Linked DNA regions of Pan troglodytes: all the other regions are linked to region 1. A link is a contact called in public HiChIP or PLAC-seq data. All regions are on one chromosome and are shown on one strand. Each heading gives the region's core, a stretch centred on a gene start, on an enhancer-like site or on the middle of the called end of the contact. The rest is flanking DNA. Distances are from core to core; before and after follow the strand shown.

What was found. HiChIP or PLAC-seq counts read pairs in DNA pulled down with a chosen protein or histone mark.
Region 2: an H3K4me3 HiChIP or PLAC-seq map of stem cell-derived excitatory neurons shows a contact between it and region 1, with 6 times the contacts expected there. The contact joins the promoter of TOMM40L here to the promoter of DUSP12 in region 1. A contact is called at or near these places in 1 of 7 Hi-C or Micro-C datasets (stem cell-derived neural progenitor cells) and 1 of 1 datasets of contacts at active chromatin or transcription factors (stem cell-derived excitatory neurons).
Region 3: a contact with region 1 is called in an H3K4me3 HiChIP or PLAC-seq map of stem cell-derived excitatory neurons, with 5 times the contacts expected there. The contact joins the promoter of NDUFS2 here to the promoter of DUSP12 in region 1. A contact is called at or near these places in 1 of 7 Hi-C or Micro-C datasets (stem cell-derived neural progenitor cells) and 1 of 1 datasets of contacts at active chromatin or transcription factors (stem cell-derived excitatory neurons).

What each region holds. Positions count from the first base shown.
Region 1 is chr1:87,374,156-87,376,974 of NHGRI_mPanTro3-v2.0_pri, reverse strand. It overlaps DUSP12 (dual specificity phosphatase 12), which reads left to right and starts at 1,392. Exons shown (of 6, transcript XM_514446.6): 1 at 1,392-2,819. The coding sequence starts at 2,610.
Region 2 is chr1:87,991,469-87,994,361 of NHGRI_mPanTro3-v2.0_pri, reverse strand. It overlaps TOMM40L (translocase of outer mitochondrial membrane 40 like), which reads left to right and starts at 1,264. Exons shown (of 10, transcript XM_001173832.7): 1 at 1,264-1,456; 2 at 1,675-1,924; 3 at 2,208-2,275; 4 at 2,578-2,670. The coding sequence starts at 1,810.
Region 3 is chr1:88,015,385-88,018,281 of NHGRI_mPanTro3-v2.0_pri, reverse strand. NDUFS2 (NADH:ubiquinone oxidoreductase core subunit S2) reads left to right here and starts at 1,573. Exons shown (of 14, transcript NM_001071826.1): 1 at 1,573-1,667; 2 at 2,622-2,728. The coding sequence starts at 1,573.

The sequences.
Region 1 (2,819 bases), core at 143-2,642:
CAATGCATAAGCGTTCCAATTTTTCCACATCCTTGCTAACACTTATTTTCTGTGCTTGAAAAAAATACTAGCCATCCTAATGGGTGTAAGATGATATTATTATTGTAGTTTTGATTTGCATTTCTCTAATGATTAGCAATTTGAGCATCTTTTCCTGTGCTTTTTGGCCTCTTGTATATCTTCTTTGGAGGAATGTCTATTCTGGTCGTTTACCCAGTTTTTTGAAAATTGGGTTACTTGTTTTTCTGTTGTCGAGTTGTAGGAGTTTTTTATATGTTCTGCATATTAACGTATCAGATATATGCTTTGCAATTATTTTTTCCCATTCCATACAAATTCCTTTTCTCTCTATTGACTGTTTTGCTTGATATGCAGACACTTTAAAGTTTGATATAGTCCCATTTGTCTATTTTCGCTTTTGTTGCCTGTGCTTTTGGTATTTTATCCAAAAAATTGAGGGAGAAGAAAAGGAAAAATCAGTTAGGTAGACAGCTAAGGCTAGCCCTTGAAGAAGCAGTCTGCCTGAAAAATCACAGCTACAAACAAAATAGAGCAGCTTAGGCAAAACTCAGGCTGCACCTGCACAGATAAGCAGGTAGGGTCCAGCACAGACGCTTTTCATTCTTCGTGTAATTGGCGAGCTCCCAGGAAAAACTTTCCTCCCCTTTTCAGGTATATACACAGTGGACTCCGTGGGAACTTGCACAGGAAGGAGGGGGGCTTACCTAAAACAAACCTACAGTGATACAAACAAGAGAACCCACGCTTTGTGCTTGCCTAGAGACATACCCACATCGGCAGAAGATAAGGGAAGTTGCACAGACAGATTTATTCATAAGAGAAGTTACTCAAACAACTATAGAGATGAGAGGAGTTTCTTATAATAGGTTTTGAATTCAGCTGTAAAAATGGCACCCCACTTGGGCTCCCCTCTCTGCTGTGGAGAGCTTTCTTCTTTTGCTTATTAAACTTTTGCTTCAACCTCACTCTTTGTGCCCATGCTCCTTAATTTTCTCGGTCGTTAGACAAGTTCGGATAACACCTTAGACAATGAGACCATTAACCCTTACCTGTTTCAACATTTTTATCAAATCCAAGGCCATGAAGCTTTCCCCCTATGTTTTCTACTAAGAATGTTATATTTTTAGGTCTTTAATCTATTTGGAGTTATTTTTTGTATATGGTCCAAGGTAAAGGTCCATCTTCATTCTTTTGCATGTGGATATCTAGTTTTTCCCAACACTGTTGAGGAGATTGTCCTTTTTCCATTGTGTGGTCTTGGCACTCTTTTTGAAGATTATTCTAACATATATGCAGTGTTGCAGGTGATTAGCAGCTTTCTGGGCTGGTGACGTGGGTGGTAGGAAGAATTTACCAACACAGTTGTAGGTAAAGAAAGGCAGGTTTATTAGATAAAGTATGAAAATACATTGCAAGGGTGCAACAGGCAGGTCAGCAAGAGAGAAGCTGACAGCTAGGAAACAAAGGCTTGCTGGGGATTTTGTAGAATGGTGCTTATGTTGTGGGTGGAAGAGGGCTTTGTGCAGTACTAATAATGCCAGGGTTGCAGTGAACTAACTTCCATTTTTCTATCAGCTGAGGGTCTGGTGATGGCTGGGCACAGGCAGATTGTGAGTTATTTGCACAGCAGGGCTATGTGTCCTGGACCACGAAGAAAGGCAGACTTATGGCTTGTCTGCTTTCTCCTTTTGCTTCCCTTCGTCCAGCCAGCCTGACTCCTTTTCCCTAATTAGGACTCCACACGCAAGGGTTTGTTCTGTTCCAGAATAGAGACAGGTCGATGTATCTATCTTTATACCAGTACTATAGCTGCTACTTCTTGACCAATTACAGCTTTAGTATCTCTCTCACCTGTCCTCCCTATACAAAAGATATATAAAATATACTCACTGTACTGAGTATCTTCCTGCAGCATTCAGTCTGGAGCAAAGCCTGCTTCCTTCAACCCTTTCCAAAATCCCCAAATAAAAGCCCAAAATCTGTATAGGATCTTCCTAACATCCTCGTGCTGAGATGCCCTGAAATTCTCCATAACTCATGACTGAGTAATAAAACCAACTTGCTTAATTAAAGTTGGTTTCTTGTAGTCCTGGCTGGAGGACATTGACTTACAAAAATATAGGATTAGTATCTTCAAAATAAATAGACAGTAAACATCAACAAGGATTCACACCCCAATAATGAAATTGGGCAGAAAAAGGAAAAATAATCATGAAATGCACAGTAAAGATGGCTCCATAATATTGAAAAAAATTTTACTTCAAATGCATAAAATGATGCTTCTGATTCAGCTGGTGCGACCTTTATTTCACATTTGAGTTCAGCTGCTCCTGATGTCTCTTTCCTGAAAATTTCAATACTAAGAGCTCGAGAAACCCTGTATTTGGGGAAGCTTATCCTTTACCATCAACTTTGGGGGTAGGGGTCAGAGGGAACAAGGGTGGAAAGGCCGCGCTGAATGGGGCCGAAGCTCCGCCCCTCAGCGATAAGTCCAGATTCCTGCGGCCGACGTGGTCCTCCGAGGGAGCAGCAGAGCCGCCGAGGCTGGCGAGTCCCAGGGGAAGGATGTTCTAGCCGGAGTCTACTCGATGGTAGGGCAGGAAGCCGCCTTGTCTCTGGGCGCGGCCATGTTGGAGGCTCCGGGCCCGAGTGATGGCTGCGAGCTCAGCAACCCCAGCGCCAGCAGAGTCAGCTGCGCCGGGCAGATGCTGGAAGTGCAGCCAGGATTGTATTTCGGTGGGGCCGCGGCCGTCGCGGAGCCAGATCACCTGAGGGAAGCGGGCATCACGGCCGTGCTA
Region 2 (2,893 bases), core at 15-2,514, 620 kb before region 1:
AATCTTTGTTTTTTAACTTTTGTTTTAAATTCAGAAGTGTATGTGCAGGTTTTTTTGTTTGTTTGTTTTCCTGAGACGGAGTTTTGCTCTTGTTGCTCAGGCTGGAGCGTAATGGCATGATCTCGGCTCACTGCAACCTCCACCTCCTGGGTTCAAGCGATTCTCCTGCCTCAGCATCCCAAGTAGCTGGGATTACAGGCATGCGCCACCACGCCCGGGTAATTTTGTATTTTTAGTAGAGACGGGGTTTCTCCATGTTGGTCAGGCTGGTCTTGAACTCCCGACCTCAGGTGATCTGCCCGCCTCGGCCTCCCAAAGTGCTAGGATTACAGGCATGAGCCACCGCGCCTGGCCTATATATGCAAGTTTGTTACACACGTAAACTTGTGTCATGGGGATTTGTTGTACAGATTATTTCATCACCCAGGTATTAAGCCTAATATCCATTAGTTATTTTTCTTGATCTTCTCCCTCCTCCCACCCTTCACCCTCCAAGACCAAGAACTCTTACTCCATTTTCAATTATTCCCCTGTGGAGCGCTTAGTGCTTGAGGTCAGCCCTTTGGCTTGTCCTTGGTCCTGGGATGGAGTGCTTTTGGGGGCCAGGCTCCATATTCCTAGATTTTATTTGCCAACTCTGCCTTGGAACTCAGGGAAGGAAGGGTTAAATACAGAAAGCAGCTGTTTCAGCGAATAGTTCTGCTAGAACTTACTCCTCTGCGCCAAACTCTCACACCCGTTTCCATTCCACCAAGTGGTCAAGAGCGGGGACTTCGAGAGATGTAGACCTCCAGAAGAGAAGGGTGGGTCCCTGTTCTAGGGAGTGCTGCGCTTAATGAGTAGTACTCATTTGGAGGTGCGCTGTGGAGGGCTGTGAGGAGGATTTCCCATGGGTTCTTTGGAGAGAAGGGAGCGAAAGAAATGAACCAGGGTTCCAAAGAAGTCTTCATAATCGTTCTTTCTGCCACCCTTCACACTATGCCAGTCTACAAGCTGTAGTTTCACTTTTCTGATGGATGAAACTACATGGGTGGAAGGAGCTTCAGTGGCCCAAGCTACAAGATGCTCCCTCTAGTGTCTTGCACGCTCACAAGTTTTTTTCCGACCTTGGAGAGGCCTAGTGATCTAAAGCCTTCCACTTCAAGTCCTGCCCGCCTCTGCAGCTCCAGGGTTGAAGCTCTTGGGCCGTCAGACCTGCCACTCATTTTCTTCCTCCCTTCCCATTGGCCCATGGTAAATAGGAGGCTTTTTTTTTTTTTTTCATTGATTGGGCGGGGCCCAATCAGGGTTGGGTTGGGTCTTTGACAGCTTTCTTTGCCAGATTCAAAGATGGCGCTTACGGCCACGCTAAGAATGCAGCGTGAAGCTGCAGTTCTGCCATCACTCAAGATGGCTGCCCCCATCAAGATGACCGGGGTGTGCCGGGGGGAAAGGGGCAGCATGATGGTCTGAGATGGTAAGGGATACTGCACCATTGCAGGCCTGGTCTTGGGGCCTGGGAATGAAGAATAGAGAGGCTAGGGAGCTAGGTGAAGTCTGTGGTGGGGGCTAGGATCAGAGAAAGGGAGAGAGGACAAGGGTGACAAGTGGGGGTGAGAGATCAAAGATGGGGCGGGAGTGTGCCTAGGGTTGTCTCTCCATGAGTGCTCTCCTTCCCTACTCTTCCTGTTCCAGGTGTAGCGTCGGACCATGTGGAAGTTTCTGAGGCTGGGGAGCCGGATAATGGGGGGTGGGGCCCGTTGGGGGGTAAAGGGGCAATAGCGTCCTTTCACAGGCTAACCTCGGCCCTTCCCAGTCCTCTGGACTAAAATGGGGAACACATTGGGCCTGGCACCAATGGGGACTTTGCCCCGCCGGAGCCCCCGCCGAGAGGAACCCCTGCCCAACCCTGGGAGCTTCGATGAGCTGCACCGGCTATGCAAAGGTGAGAACTTGGCACTTGGGTGTCTCAGGATGAAGGGGCAGAGGAGTGGAGGGTCTTGAATGCCGGATGTCTGGCGATGGGAGCAGGAAAGGGGAGATCATAGCTGGGTCATGCAGCCTCAGGGAGGATCAGGTGCCCAAATGAAGTGGAGCATTTCATTGCAGGACTTGAAAGGAGGTTAATTCCTCCAAAGTGTTCCCTATGGGATTGAAAGGGGAGACTATCTTTTGGGATAGGGGTTCTTTGTCTGTGCTTATTCCTTCCCTTCCCCTACCCCCTTCAGATGTATTCCCAGCACAGATGGAGGGCGTGAAGCTCGTTGTCAACAAGGTTCTGAGCAGCCATTTCCAGGTGCTCCCACTTCTCTGGCCCCTCCTTACTATTCCCCCTTTCCTGTCCCTGGATCATCTTCTCCTTTCCTTTGTACTCCAGCCCTAGCCAGTCTATGTGGGACAAATGAGGGAGGATATGGGGTTCTCTTTACCTCCGTGCCTGTGGGACTTGTTGCTTTTAATCTGATGACCTTCTCTGTATATGTTGGAATATTTAGGATTCTTGAGAGGCCCTCTGGATGGGGAAAAGACTAAGGGTGGGATGAGGGATTGAAGTGGAGCAGGAATGCGCTTTTCTCCACTGAATCCTCTTTTCCTCAGGTGGCGCACACTATACACATGAGTGCCCTGGGCTTGCCGGGATATCACCTCCATGCGGCCTATGCAGGGGATTGGCAGCTCAGTCCCACTGAGGTGAGGGCTCCACACACCTGGGTCATCTCCCTAAAAACCAATCTGGGACCCAGGTCTGGAGGAAGAGGAATTGTGTGTGTTATGGGGAGGAATGGGCCGTAACCTGATTGTGTCTTTTCTGAATCAGAGAGGGTAGAGAAACATTTTCTGTGAAGAGCCCAGAGTGTGTCTTTGTGACTCCACCAGGGGGCGCTGTGCACTCTTAATGAAGTTCTATATTTGG
Region 3 (2,897 bases), core at 324-2,823, 640 kb before region 1:
GGGTGACTAAGCAATGAAAGACAAAGGGCTTTAGAGTGGCTGCAGCAGTGTGTGTGGGGGTGTTGGCAGCAGGGAGAAGGCACAAAAGCTGCAGTGTCCTAGGCAGCCCCTCAGGAGCCCCCCACCCCAGTCCCAGCTCAAGCTGCCTCCAGGGCCAAGCAGCCCAGAGTCTATCCTGACTTCTCCCAGGCTGGATCAAGGCAAATAAATGCAGTCCTTCCCATCCCCCACCACCATGGCCACATTTGCTGTGTTTCAACAATAGAAAGAAGGCCCAGGGAAAGAGCAAGGAATGAGGACAACAGAGGGACCAAACCTCTGCCCTGGCTCTGTGGCAGCTGCCTTGTCTAGCCCAGGTCCTGGTCAGTTCCCACAGCTAAGGATCTGGCCCCACCCTTTGGTACAGTTCCCATTAGGTCAATTCCCAGGCCAGAAGTCTGGCTTTCCCCTCTTTCTCTGCAGTGAAGAATTCCACCATCTCTGCTTCCTGGTCTGTCTGCCTCACCCTGCTGCGCTGCTGGTGGGCTGTGTCCCTGGGATCCTGTCTAGGGGATATCTGGGGAAGGCCTCTTTCCAGGCTCAGAGTTGGAGAGTTGTACAAACTCTACGGGTGGGTGGCCCAGCTGGAGTTGGGCTTAGAGGCAGAGGGAGAAAACAGGAACTAGCCTCTAAGGCTGGAAGAATCTTTGTCCATACAGAATTGTGATCAGACTCCTGGTGCTACTACATTTCCATGCTGTTGGCCATTACCCAGGAGGGCTATAGCAGGGTCAGAAAGACGTTAGGGAAAAGAGGCTGACGCAAGACGGAAGTGGGGTGTGAGGCATCTCTAAGGGCGCTTCCTGGGTCTGTGATTCTGTAGGTTCGGGAAGCCCGGAGGATGTCAGGGTCACCCACAGTGGACCTCCACTCCCCCATCTGGGATGAGGTGGCTCCTACACACCCCGACACTCCCCTCCGCACCACCAATGCCGGCGGCCTTGGCATCCTATTCTTTTTTGTTTTGGTTTGGCGGGAGCTCTCAGACCCGCCCAGCCCCACTTAGGCTTCTTTCTCCAATCTCAATTTATGACATCTGGAAATTAGCTGGCTTTCCCAACTCCTGTCTTTTGGATTCAGTGATGGGAAAGTAATTGGCAAAGCCTGGGGCTACCCTATAAGGGCAGGGCTCAGATACAATCCGAGAGCAGGACTAAAGCATGAGGGCGGCCAAGGCGGAAGGGAGTAGGGAAGGAAGCGCCGCGCGTTTCCAAGATACGCAGGCGGGCTCGGCGAGAGAACACGAAGTATCTGCCCCACGCAGGAACGGCAATTTTCCCTTGCTCGCTCCTAGAAAAGCCAGCCAGGAGCTGTGGGAGGAACCGCCCTCAGTAAAGATGACCGCAGTCACTGTTATCTAAACGCAAGTGAAGCCGAGTCACAGGACCCGGATGTTGTCAGTTCGACGGTAAACGACCCTGCCAGCTTCCAAGAGGGCGGCTTCACTGTGCGAATAGGTGAGAAGCCAAGAAGGAGGCGCGCTGGAGTTACTTCCGCCCGGTTCTCCTTCCCGCAGTCTGCAGCCGGAGTAAGATGGCGGCGCTGAGGGCTTTGTGCGGCTTTCGGGGCGTCGCGGCCCAGGTGCTGCGGCCTGGGGCTGGAGTCCGATTGCCGATTCAGCCCAGCAGGTGAGATCGAGGGCAGCTCTCGACACACTTTCTCCAAGGCTAGGGTTTCTCAGGTTGGGGACGCTTTACTCCCCCAGAAAATAATAACCCAAGCCTGTGACCCCATTGTCCATCCCTGATTTCTTGGGCTACGGGATGCAGTGGCGCCCACTCTGGCGAGGGAGGGGAGAGGGTCTAGAGTTCGTTCGTGCCGAGGTGAAATCAGCGGAGTGGGAGACTCTGCTTTTTAGCTTCAGTAATTTGAATGCACCTCTCCTGTCATACCTGAGTAGAGCTCAGCCAAAGAGCCAGAATGCTCGCTCTCTCTGTCGTTGACCTTGAACAAACACTTTTCTCACGTTCATATTCACCTGGTTGATAATATCAATACGATGAAAATATGAAGAAGCTAGGATCCCAACCTTGCATGCCCAGGGGTGATGGGTGGAGTTATTCCAGGAATAATTTGTTAGTAGGAATGGAACCTCTAGAGTTCCAGCTTATTTTGCCGAAGCTACATTAACTTCAGATCAGTGACTTGGCATTAAAAAATCCAGGACATTGGCTGGGCGCGGTGGCTCACACCTGTAATCCCAGCACTTTGGGAGGCCTAGGCGGTCAGATCATCTGAGGTCGGGAGTTCGAGACCATCCTGACCAAAATGGAGAAACCCCCGTCTTTAAAAAAATACAAAATTAGCCGGGTTTGGTGGCGCATGCCTGTAATCTCAGCTACTTGGGAGGCTGAAGCAGGAGAATCGCTTGAACCCGGGAGGCAGAGGTTTCAGTGAGCCAAAATCACACCATTGCCCTCCAGTATGGGCAACAAGAGTGAAACCCAGTCTCAAAAAAAACAAAAAACAAAACAAAACAAAAAAACAGGACATCCTTCCTGGGTCCCCTTGAGAGTGAATGGGAACACAGGAACCAAACACTGTTCAGGCCCTTTGTCTAGGATCTGTCTTTAACTCCTCAGAGGTGTTCGGCAGTGGCAGCCAGATGTGGAATGGGCACAGCAGTTTGGGGGAGCTGTTATGTACCCAAGCAAAGAAACAGCCCACTGGAAGCCTCCACCTTGGAATGGTGAGTGACCAGAGTTGCTGTCCCAACCCACACCCATCCCTGCCCCCAGCTGATTTCCTTTTCTTTTTTTGAGACAGGGTTTCCCTCTGTCTCCCTGGCTGGAGTGCAGTGGTGTGAAAGTGGCTCACTGTAGCCTTGAACTTCTGGGCTCAAGGCAACCTTCTGTCTC